Regions from separate parts of the Danio rerio genome. Here region 2 is linked to region 1. A link is a contact called in public HiChIP or PLAC-seq data. All regions are on one chromosome and are shown on one strand. Each heading gives the region's core, a stretch centred on a gene start, on an enhancer-like site or on the middle of the called end of the contact. The rest is flanking DNA. Distances are from core to core; before and after follow the strand shown.

Region 1 (7,770 bases), core at 694-3,193:
AACGTTAGCTATTATCTTAAAAAAATACAATTTACAACTTTACACATACAACTTTGTGTAGATTTTATAGCCTTATATTAGGCCTGAATTTTAAAATAAACTTGATTAATGATTAAGAAATATTAGATTAAATATTAGGTTAGATATCTAACCTAGTAACGTTAATGATAATAATAATAATAGTAGTCCACAAAAATAGACTTTGTTTAGAGTTGTAGTCCCTTATTTTTAGTTGTTTAACTTTATCTCTTACCCTCTAGAGTAGGATCGATAGTCGTCGCTCTGCGGGCCGGAAAGTTTCTTTATAAGCGCTTTAAACTCTTTTAATTCGCTTTGAAAAGCTGAGAGGACAGGGTTGTGTTTATCCAGGGGACCGTAGTAGGACGCTGGTGCGGGTTCCATGTTTCAGCATACGCGCGCGAGCTGGTAATGTGTTTGAGTCTGTTGTTATGGTAATGTTGAGCCCTCCCAAGTCAGTCTGGGCATAGCACGAGCAGGCGCGTGCGTGTGTCCTGATGATTGCAATCTTCTGTCTAAATCTATTAAGTTAATTAAAAGATAATAATATATAGATACATTTAATTAAATTGTACGATAATAATGTAATCTTTTAAGTTTAACCTGAATATTTACAACAGTTGATTCGTAAAAATACCTCACCAGGGCTTTTGTCAAGTCATGTCCGGATTAATTTAGATTGATTTTCTTGGGTGTTGGACGTTAACAATTTACTTGAAATGCAATTTCGAAAACATTTTCCCACAAGTGAATAAATAAAACCTTTCAAATAATTTGAATATTTATATTTTTACAGTCTGCCATCTAGTGGTTATTCGACATCATATATCTATCATTCGCCATTAGATAAAAAATGACGAATCTAGTTTAATGAATAATGAATAAAATAAACAAATTAATACATAAATACACATTATGTAGCATATAATTAGAACATATGAAATATTTATTTGGAATTTTTAAATGAAGAACAAATAATAATTCTACACCATGTGCATTTAAGCCGATTTAAGCTGTAACGGAATCTGCTAACACGAATCGCAAGTGTTCCGCAGCCTCACTGTTGTACATGTAACATGTGAAGATCGAGTTTACATCCTGCATTGAGGACAGGCGAGTGAAATCCCAAGGTTAGTGACATTTATGCGCAATGTAACTATGATTTTATTTATATAACATAGCATTTGAGGGATAGTATATTTTAGAATCAGGGATAGTGATTTGAACTCTTTTTTTTCTTGCAAAGCTAGCTTGCTAATATTGTCATTGACACGCCATAAAATTCTATTTACTTTACACTTCATTATGAAACATTTGTTTCAATGTTAGATTAAAATCCCTATTATTTATTTCTGAGTAGTAAGTATAAAACAGTCTGAAATTTACTGCAATAAAATAACTTTTATTACATGTCTATCTATCTATCTATCTATCTATCTATCTATCTATCTATCTATCTATCTATCTATCTATCTATCTGTCTGTCTGTCTGTCTATCAGCATTTGGTGTAATAATCCTCTCAGCACGACAGCATTTGTTATCATGACTAATTATAATTTTCTGCAAATTAATAGCCTCAAAACAACAGTATGTTTAATTATTTAAATTATTAAAAAATTTAATTTAATGCAAATTTCTATTAGAAAAATAATATTAGTCCTTTATAGCACCTTAATAACATTTTACTAGCAAAGACACACTAATTACTGAATTTTTAGAATTTTCAAGTGGTCTTTTAATTTCTTCCATTGCTGCATTTGCACTTAACTAATCATATTTCCAGTATATCATTTCTATAAAAGGTGCTAATCCTGTTTTTTTCCTGCAAGTTTTACACTTCTTAATCAACTTATTCAAGGTATATTCACTGAACTGTTTGCCCCATTTCACTTTCTCTATCTCTGTCTTTGTTGTTTTTTCCAGAGGATGTTAAGACTGAGGGTATTCGACAGACATAAGAGGTTATGGAGCGTCCTGCAGTCAACAATAAGGGGAAACAACATTTCAAATCACATCCCAAACACCACATGCAGATCTTCAGCTCCACCACATTTATGTGCACGACAAAGAGCCTTTTACTCTCAAAACTCCCCTAAAACTCCAAATCCAGGCTCGTCCGCAGGCATCAAACTGCGCACACGCTTGGTGGTGACGCTGCTTTTTGGAGGTGGCATCATTGGCACTTGGTGGTACGTGCATCAGGAGAAAGAAAAGAGGATTCAGATGCAAAGACTGGAGCAGTTGCGAAAAGTGGCTCTCGGACAGGGAGATTTCCATTTGCTTGATCATACGGGACAGCGCAGAACCAAACGAGACTTTCTAGGACACTGGGTGCTGTTATATTTCGGTTTTACCCACTGTCCTGATATCTGTCCTGATGAGCTGGAGAAGTTGACCAGCGTGGTGCATATTTTGGATAAAGACCCAAGCTTGCCTTCTGTTCAGCCTCTTTTCATCACTGTTGACCCAGAGAGAGATGATGTTTCTGCTATGGCCAGGTATGTGAAAGATTTTCATCCCCGTTTGGTTGGACTGACCGGGAGCGCGGAGGAAGTGAAGCAGGCGGGACGGGATTTTAGGGTTTACGCCAGTAATGGGCCCAAAGATGAGGATGGGGACTATATTGTGGATCACAGCATAGTCATCTACCTGGTCAACCCGGATGGACTGTTTATCGACTATTACAATAGGATGAAAAATGACACCCAGATTGCTGAGAGTATTCGCAATCACATGAAGACCTTTGTTAGATTGTTTCCTGATTAATCTGAGCGAGACGAGTTGTGAGTGTAAATAAAGGTAAATTTTGAAATGATGATGAGCTGAGTCTTTGTGTGCATTATGCTAATATGGGGTATAAATTGTTGAAAATTTTTAGTTTGTAATCTAAATAAAGCTGAAATGTACATGTAATTATTATTATTAATTCTATTTTTAGGTGACATGGTGGCTCAGTGGTTAGTACTTCACCTTCCGAGGTCACTGGTTTAAGCCCCATCTGGGTCAGTTGGCATTTCAGTGTGGAGTTTGCATGTTCTCATGTTTGTGTGGTTTCCTCCAGGTGCTCCGGTTTCCTCCACAGTTAGAGATGCGGGGTGAATTGAATAAACTAAATTGTTCATAGTGTATGTATGTGAATGGGTGTGTATGGATGTTTCCCAGTACTGGGTTGCAGCTGGAAGAGCATCCGCTGTGTAAAACATATGCTGGACAAATTGTCGGTTCATTTCGTGGCGACCCGATTAATAAAAGGACTAAGTAGAAGGAAAATGAATGAATTATATTTATTAATAATAAAATTATAAAAATGACTTGTGCCTTTTTTCAGATTGACATACTAAAATGAAACTTTTTTTTATTATATTACATAAAAGTTAATACATTTAATATTATTATATATAAAAGACACTAAAATAACACATTTCAGGTAATTATGGAGGCAACAAACCCCCTTTAATACTGAATTACTGAAATAAAAACAAATGAAAATATTAGACAAAATATACATAATATTACATTCAATACTTACAATAGTAAATAAAGGGGTTGTAATAGATTTCTACTATTATAACACTATATTATAATTATGATAATGTTTTTAATCGATTATTGATTCAGTATTTCTATCTACAGATTATTTTTACAGTTGATTTCATATTTTAATTGTTTTTTGACCAAATTTGACTAAACAAAGTACTTCAGGTACTTAAAATAACTCTTTAGATAACCCGATCATTAAAACATTGGGGATTTTGAAATAAATTCAGGTTTCATATAAAGGCAGTCATTTAAAATGGGGCCCGGCCGATAAACTATATTATATAGAAATATGAATCGCAATAAAATTTGTGTCAATAACAATGATAAGCTCTTGACATTTTCACTCTATATTGATCTTAGAGCCAATCACACAACAGAAATGTGCAACAATGCGAATCTAAAAGTGTGTTGATATTAGAGATGTACCGAAATTTTCAGCTGCCAAAATATGTTATGCCATTTAATGAGCGCTCTAATTTGTGTGGCTTCACTCATTGTTGGGGTACTCTTTTAAACCAGGAAGCATGAACAACTTATATCAAATATATATATTATCGTTCAATTAGGAAAATAATTATTGAGATTGTATTTTTTGTCGTATCGCCCAGGCACAATTTAAAACTAAACATATTTTTATTTATCCAAATTATAACACAAAAATACAAAGACATCTCAACAATACCAGTACATCTTCTGTTCACTTGGATCTTTCACAAACACAAACAGACACAATAAGACATTTTTGTGCAGCACTTTCAGTTTTTCTTTTATTTAACGTGTGAATCTTCTACAATTGATAAAAAAGGCTTAGGAGACTGTACAGACATGCAGTTTACTGAATGTAAATAGGTTGAAATTTGAACATCTCAGAAAGTGAATAGAAACAGACCGTTTTAACAATTTAACAGACTTTCCTCATGAAATTTGATGTTTGGATATTAAAATGTATGAAGACACCTGTCATTTCTTCATTTCAGCATTCAATCCAGCAAGTTAAAACATCAAATTCAAAAGCAAGTGCAAAGCTGGAAATCAGAACATGAGTCTGAATGACCTAAAAGCTGTAGGATAGAGAATCACAAAGCCTTTTTATCTGTAAATATATGATAAATAGCTTCTGTTCCAAAGGTAAGACATGATAAGCACAACAAGTAAAAGCTCAGGGAATATCTGTAGCAGCGGTTGCGTTGTAGGTTTTGAGACGTTCGTGAGCCCTCTGAGTAGTCAATAAAGTGAGCTCCATTGTGTCCACGCTGCAGTCAAGACCGTCCACTTTGTCAACCTCCACTGTATAATCGTTGGCCTGTAACAAAAAGCACAGCATCAGATCATAAACTGTATTTGTTTTGTTTTCAAAGATAATATTTCAGCTTAAAAAGTTTTGGGATCAGTAATTTTTTTGTATGTTTTTAAAATAGTTTTCTTAATAAAAATAGTTTTAGTAAGTAATTAATTTAAAGCAGAATTTTCAGTGTCATTATTATTATTAGTGTCACATGACCCTACAGAAATCATTCTTACATGGTGATCTGCAGCTAATATATATATATATATATATATATATATATATATATATATATTATTCATACTATTATCAGAGTTGAAAACAGTTGGCCATGTTTTTTTGTAGAAACTATGATACAGTACTATTCAAAAATTACCCTTAGAAATTAATTTTACTTTAATTCATCAAGGATAAAGTGAAGAGTGTATATAACATTTAAAAAAAATACAATAAAAATGTAAAAGTAAAAAAATGACCCGGTCAAACAGACAGACAGACAGCCAGACAGACAGACAGCCAGACAGACAGACAGATAGATAAAACTCTGACCCCAAATGTTTGACCAGTGCACATGACTACACAAATCTCATCACATGTTCCACAGAAAGGCCAAAACAACCTAACTGGCGATACATAAGAAAACACACAGGCTGCGTCCGAAAGTACTCAAGTAGGAATTACATTTGAATTTGAATTTACTACACGACTGTTAGAAAAATACATTCTTTAAAGTAGGAAAGGAATTTGAACATACTAAATCTGCCATTATCATGTGACCTACCTGCATCAGTTGTGTCCCTTCACTTCATTCATGAATTCTCTTGAATAGCATCACGGAATAGCAAAGCTTCCATTGGATGCAAACTTCAGAATCTGATCAGGAGTAAAAGGTCATCCGGGTACTTCTCGTATACCATTTTGCGAATAATATAAATTTGGGCATACTATAGATAACATGTACATATAGATATTACCTATATACTATATAACTGCAGGTTAACTATGCTTGTATATTATAACTAACTGTTAAAAGCTATTAGTTAATAATTAATTAGTAAAAGTTATTAGTAACTATTAAAGTTATGGTAACCTTAATTTTCCGAAATTTATACGCACCTTCTGTAAAACTGCTTTGAAACAATAATTATTGTGAAAAGTGCTATACAAATAAACTTATTGAATTGAATAATCAGCTCACATAATGTTATTAACGTACTATATAGTAGGCAAGAATGAGATTTCGGATGCAGCATCAGACTCAAGTTAACAGTATCAGGGGTCCGTTCTTTTGTACGTGGATTACTCAATTAGCTGGACTTGGTTATTTACAATTTGACATGATCCAGGATCGTTTAGTTCATCCAAACTCAAGCCTGCTCAAAAGCAGACTCATTTCATATAAACAGGATTAGATAGGGTCATTTCAAGCAAAGGTAATACTGAAAGTATGTACTGAATGCTGATATTTTCTTACAGCAGTAACCTACAGATTAAATACACTGAGGAAAATAGTCAAATAGTTTTTAAAAAATATAAATAAAACTGTTATGCAATATACACTATTAAATAAAAGTACAAAAACTGACACAGGGTCATTCTCCCCAAGGGGTTCAAAGAGAACATTTATTAATATGGACTTTTTAGATACAAACGCATATTATTTTAAGGTACCGACTACCGACCAAGCTTTAGTACAATTTGTACTAATAATTTTATTATAATGTTTAAAGGAAAGGAATAATATTTTATTCAGTCAGGCACACATTTTGAGATCTTATATGCCAGTAATTTGATGCTTCGCAAAAGTTGCAGACACCTTTACCAATATCAAAATGCTTTCTTCATGCAAAATTTACTTAATTTAAGCAGCCATTTATTAAGAAACTTAAACATGCCGATTATAAAAGAAAACCCGCTCCAAAAGTACAACTAAATAAATTGTTAAATAATCTTGACAGATGAAAGTGTAAAGCCTGCAGCCCACAACAGAGGTAGAAAGCTATTGCATATCATGTGAAACATACCATTTACTACAAATTTGATAGAACTTTGCTCACATGGATAATTGAATATTAATTAGATGATGTCATTGTGCTGCTGTGCCATCAGCCAGTCACTGCATTGCTGATCATAATTTGGAGGATTGATAGATCTGTCCTTCACAACACACGCAGCGAGCTCAGATCAGTTCATCCAGACATTTTAATCTGATTCACTGAACTTGTTTGAAGAACCAAATTAGCCAGAGATCAGTTATCAAGAATAAAAGATCCAGGATCCGTCAAATCATCCTAAATCCTTTAAGTGAAGTATAAAAAAACGGACCCCAGCAGTCATTTCCCTGTGTACTTACCAGCTGAAGAGCTGCCAGCATGTATCTGCAGGCTTCGGTGTTCTCCTTTCCTCTCACGACAAAAGCAAATGATTTTTTCACCCCAACATTAGAGAGCGCGTGGACAATTCTGTCTCCATACTCATGGATGTCAAAAGCTGGACTAATCTCCTGTGCAGGCAAAAATATAACAAATCAGACTCCCTTAATAGAGCTAAAGTGTGCTTATCGTTGCCTCATCGTGCCACATTATTACCTGAGCAGCAAGATGAGGGTTAATGCTGTCCTCCCAGTCCTTGACTCTTCGAGACAGCGCCGTCTCTTGAGCATACTTCTGAGAGTTCACCAGAAACAGATCCTACATAGAGAGGAATCACAGTGAATAAACTTGCACTGTCCAAATCATGACATTTTTCTAGTGTAATTGAGTGGTAAGCTCTCATACCACACTCTTCTTAACCAGATCTTCATAACTCATTCGGCTCATGTGCAAGTCCTGGAAAATCTGCTCCTGGTCATCGAGGTGCTCCGCAGGTTCAAGATCATCAGCTAAGTTATCATGTTCCTCATCTGAATAGTCGTCTCCTTAAGAAA
Region 2 (7,518 bases), core at 2,866-5,365, 230 kb before region 1:
AGATAGATAGATAGATAGATAGATAGATAGATAGATAGATAGATAGACTGACGGATAGATGGAGGAATAGACAGATAGATAGACGGATGGATGGATAGATGGATGGATGGATGGGCGGGTGCGCCAGGTGGATGGATGGATGGACGGACAGACTTACTGACAGACAAATAGATAGGCAGATAGACAGACAGACAGACGAATAGATGGAGGAAAAGACAGACAGACAGACTGAACGTTAGACAGACAGACAGACAGACAGACAGACAGACAGACAGACAGACAGACAGACAGACAGACAGATAGATAGATAGATAGATAGATAGATAGATAGATAGATAGATAGATAGATAGATAGATAGATAGATAGATAGATAGGTTTACACTGCTTTAATTGATAGTTTAATTCTGTTTAATTTGCAGGAGTGATGAGTTTGTTTTGGACATTTGTGTTGACGTCCTCTTTGATAAAGGTGAGTGATAGTGCAGGCCTGATGTTTGTTCTGGTAATGTACGGGTGCTGTGGGTGTGGCACTGCAGCGTGTGCCCGTGGATGCCTCTTATACTGGGAGGCAAGGGGCTGTTGCTGCGTGCCTCTCTCCCTCCAACTCTCTCCCAGCGTCCCGCCCCCTTTGCCACTGCCATCTCTTGGCTTTCCCAGAATGCCCTCTGTCTGAGAGCACTGGCCTGAAATAAAACTATGAGGGCCTGCGCGAAGAGAATGGGAGCTTTGTCTCAGCTGCCATTTACACTGTCTGGGGGCATAGAGACAGAACTCAAAGAGAGTGTCTGATTGCAAATTAGCACAGCCCAGGGCTCAATGCTCCGTGCACTCATACACACTCACGCACTGGCGGTGTGAGGCGTGGAGAAAGTTCTGCATTAAACGCCGCTGAAGATCATTACGCCCTTTAGTTCTATTCAGTAGTGCCACATTTCAGTCAGGGGCACAAAAAATAATTAGCAGCAGGCTTCTCGTGAGCTGACTTGCGTATGACCGAAGTATTTGGGCTTGTTTAGTATGCAAGTGATGCCGGGTCTGAATTTCTGATTAGCTGAAAGACAAAAGGTGCAGCCGGTGCACTGCAGGAGCGACGTCTCAACATCAGCGGGCTCCGAGTGGGCCCCTCACTGAGATTCAGGGTGATTGACATGCGTCAGAAGATCGCATGCAGTGTGCTAGATGCATGATGACTCTATTTGGCATGAGAATTCCTCTTTATTTGTGTTATAAATGCATGTATAATCATTTTAAATGGTTTAAGCTAAGTACGTTCTGGTCAATATCTCTGGATCAGCTGCCCGAGGAATATTTTTAGGCCATAGAGTTTTTTTTTATTAAATCTTATGTAAATATATATTTGTGTATACAAAATAAAAGGTTGTGTTTACTTTGGGTAAAATGCATATATAGATACACACGTATATATATATATATATATATATATATATATATATATATATATATATATATATATATATATATATATTTATATACGTATATAAATTTAAATAATTAAATAAATTTGTAATTTTAGAAATACATATTAATGTATATGTATTATGTAATAATGTATTCTATTTATTTATGTATTTATTTAAAAATGTATTGTAGATGTATATATTTATATACATATTATATACATACAATCACATTATGTAAATACAACTTTTATTTTGGATGTGAAGAATCATGATGATTCTAAAAATATATATTATTTACTTTTAAAAGAATTTAACTGTGTAGAGGGAGTTTTTTTTTTTTTCTCTGTAAACATGTGATGCATTGTGAACTCAACAACCCCTTGGTAATAATCTGCTTGCCACCATCTCCTGTTAAATCCCATGAGGCCGCTTTGTGTAGGACATAAACACACGCGTTCACACATAGGACACAATTTGGCCCTTTAATCTGATTAGCTGTGTCTGTATGGATGAACCGTGTGTTTCTTTAACCATAAGTAGAATAGTGAAGCAATGACTCCGGTATTTATAGAGAAAGTAATCAGGTTTTTAAACCCAGAAGGGGGAAAAGCAAGGTAAGTAGTTTTAAAATACATTTTAGCCATCACATCTGTCAAAGTCATCCTGTATCACAGCTAGTAACTTTTAAAAGGATCCATTGATGTTAGTTATTTATTAAATTATGTCAGTCATGTGCTTTTTTTTACCCATCTTAGTTTAAAAATGGGATAATAACTAAATAACAGTGCGATCAAAGCTTTTATCTGATTTATTGTTTTACTTCTTTGTAATGCATTTTAAAACAGTGTCTAAAAATGTCACACAACCCAAAAAATATGTAAACCAATCATTTATTTTATTCTCTGGAAATTTTGTTGGGATCACATTGCCTTGTTTGAAACAAAAATATGATCTGTACCTGACAGATAAAAAACAACACTGCCTGTTTTATGTGGCTCTCTAAAATATTTTCTTATATTGCATTTAAAAATACATTTGTGAATTTGTTATCCCTTAAAAAAGCACTGAAGCAAGGAAAAAAGATGAATGATATTTGAGAGCCAGTAATGAGTGTAAATCAGAATATTCATGGGCTTTCAAAGATATTTTCTCAAAAAGGTTTTTTGTCTGTACATTTAACACCTTTTTTATGCTGTTTAGGTTAAACAACTACACTGTAAATGAATTACATGATCAATTAGTCATGACAGCATATTTTTTAGTTCATTGTAACTTATTAAACTAAGTTAATCGTGCTCTAGCCTAATTTGATAAGTTATGCGAGCTAGTTTATGTCAGTTTACAATAATATAAGTTAAATTGACTTACAAGGTTAATTTGATTTAGCTTAAAGAATTAAGGCAACCACTTTTTTACAGCGTAAAAATTTATTTGAATTAATGTTGCAATTTAGCCTGAAATTATACAAAAACAAAAAATAATGCATGATCTCATACACATTGTTAGCCATAACTAAAAAAATGTCCTTCCGAGTGCCATTGATAACACACACGTTAAACATAAAATCACTAAACACCCTTGAGTGCCATTTGTGACTAAAATATTTTTAAATTGTGACCAAAAAAATTTATTTACATAGTTGTAAACCAATACAAATTGCACTTGTGTAAATAGACACATATTGAGAGCTGTTTTAAATTAGTTCATCGTTCTAAAGTATGATACAAATATAGCTGTTATAATACATACAGTGTTTAAAAGTCTTAAGGTTTATTCTTGTTTATATAAATAAATAATCAAAGTAAACATCAGTGGTGACATATTTATTAAGAGTTTGTTGTTAAATTATTACCACATTCAATGAAACAAAGCAAAAAAATATATATCCCCATACAACTCGGTCATAACTGGCAACAGTTGCCTGGTAGTGACAAAACAAAAAAGGTTAACGTTACATGCGTTTGTTTTATAACTTTCTGATGAATCTTATAACCAGGGGAAAACCTACGCAAATAACCTATATACTAATAACCAGAGGATGATCTTGATTGTTTATAAAAAATGATGCAGTTTATTCTTTACAATACTAACTTATCTACAAATATGTGTGCACTTTTTAAAGAATATGTTGGGATTACATGGGTTAAACGGTGCATTAAACGACTCGGGACACTTACAAATATTTATGAAAAACTTCAAAGAATTTTTAAATACATTTTTGTATTATTCTGTGCGTAAAATATTTTTCTATTGCTACATACACCGGCAAAGTATCAAACAGGCTAGTATGTTTTATTTATTTTACTGATCATAAAATAATTCTCCCTATTCTTTATTAAGGAAGCAAAAAATACAAGTAAACATCAAGCATGTTTCTGAACCCCGCTCTATATATACAAACACTGTTTGTTTTCCCGACAACAACCACAACAAACTCCTCTAGTCAAAACTTTTACCTCAGATTTGTCGTCGGTTTGAAACGCACTGCATATTCGTCGAGCTGAGGTAAAACAGCCGAACGGGTCGAGCTCGACGGGCCGTGAAATAAATAAAAAGCAAACAGCCACCGCCATTATATGTGTATCCATTGTGAATAAGAGTAAACAGTGTGTTATTTCGTGCTGATATTAGATAGGTCAGCGGCTGCTGTCTGGCTCTTGTGTAACGGTCGCTGCGCGTTCGTGTATGTATGTGTGTGTGTGTGTGTGTGTGAGAGTGTGAATCACAGTTCACCTTAGTTGAACTTGCATGATCTAGTTCACGGTAGTGTGCGGCTGTCGGTCCGGTGCTTTTCGGAGGACGAACGCTCCTTTTTGATCATTTAAAAAAGTAGCCTTAAGAAGACGCAGTGTGTCGTCATGATTTTGTGTAGACGGGAAGGTTGTGAGAGATTGCTTGCGGGCTGACTGTATTAACAATCGCGTGTGTGTGTCTGTGTGCGTGTGTGTGTGTACGTGTTAACCTCGCTGAAGTGTCTGTCCGTGCGACGGCCGGGGGAATTTCAGCTTGAACTTGAATAATAAAAACGGTCGTCGTGATTTCCTCGCCGACTCCCGGCAAGTTTCTTTCTTTTGTTTGTTTGTGTTGCCGTTTCCCGGTTTTAACGACAACCCGAGATTCGCAAAAAGGACCAGATGAAGCTCAGAAGCGGATGAAAGACGGACGTAAATAATGTAAGTTTGCCGTTATCATGTTTTAGTCGAGCCCATCGGCTGCTTTTTGCTCCTATTTCGCTTGTAATTACATGCGCCAGTGGCACAAACCCGGCATATGGGGCATTTCTGAACTGTAGCCTAGTTTTCACAGCTTATTTTCCTGGCGTCAAATGTAAAATATCTGTTGTGCACACACTCGAGTGAATGAAACGAGGAAAGCTTATTTTATTAGCGCTTGTCGAAGAGAGTAATAGTGTAGACACTTCAGACGTAGAAAATTAGGTCAGTTTCTCATTGCCAGACGTTTTTGTTCACGCTTTTCAAATAATCGATCGCCCTGCTCCTTTTGGGTATATTTATTCGTGTGTGATATTAAACAGAAGCATGATACCGATCTGGTATTCTCATTAAACAGAGAAATATATCTAGTATTTGTACTTCATAGTTGGCGTCGTTTACAGACATATTTCTATCAGTCTCGTCTCGTGTTTTACACACTGTGTGCCCCATTTATAACAGAGGTTAACAACAATCTGTTATTAAACTTATGAAATGCATGTGTGCTTTTTATTTCATGTTATTTTTATTAAAATAGAACATATCATGTCCTCTTTGTATTGAAAAGTTGCACTCATGCATTATTTGATTTGATGATCTATCATAAACAAAATTCCTCTAACAAATATTCAGTTTTCTTGATTATTATTTGTTTATAGAAATGCATGTTAATTATTTTACCAGCTTTACATTTTTTTTCTAGATGCATTGTGCTGTTGTTTTAGATATTTTATAGCCAGGGGGAATAGAGCTAATTCTGAAATGTTAGAATTAGTGTGTGTGTGTCTGTGTGTTGCAGTGGTGCAAGAAATGGCGAAAATCTTTCGGACTCAACCCAGAGTTGGAATGTACATCCACCATTTATCTGGTACGATTTTATCTTCATTGTTTTTCAGCAAACTCAGTTTAAGTAATTGAATGTGATAATAATCTGCTGTTTGAAGCTAAAAGTGAAATCGCTTCTGTACACTTTTGTTGAACTGTACATGTGCATCAGAGAGGTCTCAGAATAATGAAACATACGGAATGATATAAACTACAATTTCTGGTCCATATATTGCTTTACTGTGTGTGGTTTTAATGTATTATTAATTTGAAAGTCCACAGATTTATGCATATTATTTCAGGCTTTATATTTTTTTGTTGACCGGTCGAACAAGCCTCTGTGTATTGAACACACATGCTATAACATGTTAACCAACGTCCTTTGAGATTTGTTGTGCTGACTGTGCGATTTACAAGGCATGTGATGTTGGCCTGCTTGTTTACTAATATATATATATATATATATATATATATATATATATATAAATTATAGCATATAATTTTGTATATATATAATTTAAAATACAATTTCAATAAATTTTGAGAGCACAGTTTTAACACCATCAGATTTATGACGCTGGTTTTTTTTTGTAAAGTGTGTGTATTCAGTCTCAGTCATCTGTTTGGCGGTAATTTTGTCAGACCAAATACACTAAAGAAGAAATTCAAAAGTGTAGCTTGTTGTTTGCATTTTTGGGAAAGAAAAATGTGCGCTAAAACTAAATGGAAAAACAAGTAGGGGATTTTTTTGTTGCTGTTTTTCATGGTTTTACATAAAACCTAGTCACATGTTGTACATATGTGTGACCCAGCGCTCTTTATAAACAATGGCATGCATTATTTTACATTAGGGTGAATTTTTACTTTTTCCACAATTATTTGTCTGTTTGTATACCTTCTGGCAGAGGGGGGGGGGGGGCATTCAAAAAGCAGATGATGTCAGCGCTTCAAAACAACAACAAAAAAGAAAAAGGTCATCAGCAATTTCAGCAATCTGTTTCCACTTCTCTTAATATTGTCACTCAGCACTCGATTTATCTTGCCAGAAATATCTTTTCATTTACATCTCCTGTCGGGGAAATAAGCAAACCGCCGTCGAACACAGAGCTACGTAACCCGAGGCAGAAAAGCTCAGGCCATTGCTGAGAGCGCACAACAGAGGCCAGATTTTGTAAAGTGTGTGTGCACGCTGGAAGTGTCTTTCCATGACTGACCCCTGGTGCTACAACCACGCCAAACTGTCAATCCCACAGGAATGTCTCCCCGAACTCTCTGCAACAGATGACAGAAATTTGGCGCATGGTTTTGTCATATTCTTTTTCCTCTTCTTTCTTTTCTTTTTTTTTCCTCTTTTGTGCTCGGCCTCAAGTTTTTCTGTAAGCTCTCCTCTTTTCCCCTTGTTGCATTTCAGCTGAGACTAAAGGCCAAGCATGTAATGTGTCAACATGACCTGGACTCGGTACTGTAATCTGAGCGTTTCACTTGGCCTTTGGATACGATTTGATAATGACGACGGCAGCTCGTTACCGCCATCTTTTGCTAAAACGCTTTGAAAGTCGCCAGATAATTGAGCAAAGCCAGCCGACCCCTTCGAGATTACAAAGAGACGAACAATCCTACGCACTCTTTGTGCCGACAGAGTCATAAATTCATCTGTCTGTTCTCTGGCTCGCGTCCAAGCCAGTTTACCTCAGTTAACCCGACAAAAAAGCATACATCATTTGAAATTTAAAATGCAATTACCACAGGGAGGGGAGGCGCCTCTTCTAACCTGACACATTCACACAATCAATCCAAGCTTTTGTGCGGCTCTCTGAGATAGAAGCGGCTGGATGCTTTGAGTGGCCTGCCGTGTCAGCTGAGGTCAGGGGTGTGTCCTGAGCTTTTAGCCTGTAGTCTGAAGCTGGCACTAAAAGGTTGCACAGATGTGAGGAAGAGCCGTTAGAGCGATGCGTGTCAGACAGGACTTGGATACGTTACTGAGCGCAGAGGGGTACGTGCCTCCTAATCTTCTCCTGTCCAGGGTCAGTCAGACGGGCACACATTCTGCAGTCACACG

What was found. HiChIP or PLAC-seq counts read pairs in DNA pulled down with a chosen protein or histone mark.
Region 2: a contact with region 1 is called in an H3K4me3 HiChIP or PLAC-seq map of embryo, with 3 times the contacts expected there. The contact joins the promoter of wnt7ba here to the promoter of sco2 in region 1. A contact is called at or near these places in 1 of 18 Hi-C or Micro-C datasets (an unstated tissue) and 1 of 4 datasets of contacts at active chromatin or transcription factors (embryo).

What each region holds. Positions count from the first base shown.
Region 1 is chr4:19,040,296-19,048,065 of GRCz12tu, reverse strand. It overlaps sco2 (synthesis of cytochrome C oxidase 2), which reads left to right and starts at 1,943. Exons shown (of 1, transcript NM_001045232.1): 1 at 1,943-2,785. The coding sequence starts at 1,946. The coding sequence ends at 2,785. It overlaps ncaph2 (non-SMC condensin II complex, subunit H2), which reads right to left. Exons shown (of 19, transcript NM_001044991.1): 16 at 7,622-7,761; 17 at 7,433-7,534; 18 at 7,198-7,347; 19 at 4,299-4,862. The coding sequence ends at 4,719. cfap54 (cilia and flagella associated 54) reads right to left here and starts at 440. Exons shown (of 69, transcript NM_001423554.1): 1 at 254-440. The coding sequence starts at 402.
Region 2 is chr4:19,272,374-19,279,891 of GRCz12tu, reverse strand. wnt7ba (wingless-type MMTV integration site family, member 7Ba) reads right to left here and starts at 4,115. Exons shown (of 4, transcript XM_068220765.2): 1 at 3,879-4,115. The coding sequence starts at 4,010. It also overlaps a transcript of pparaa not described here.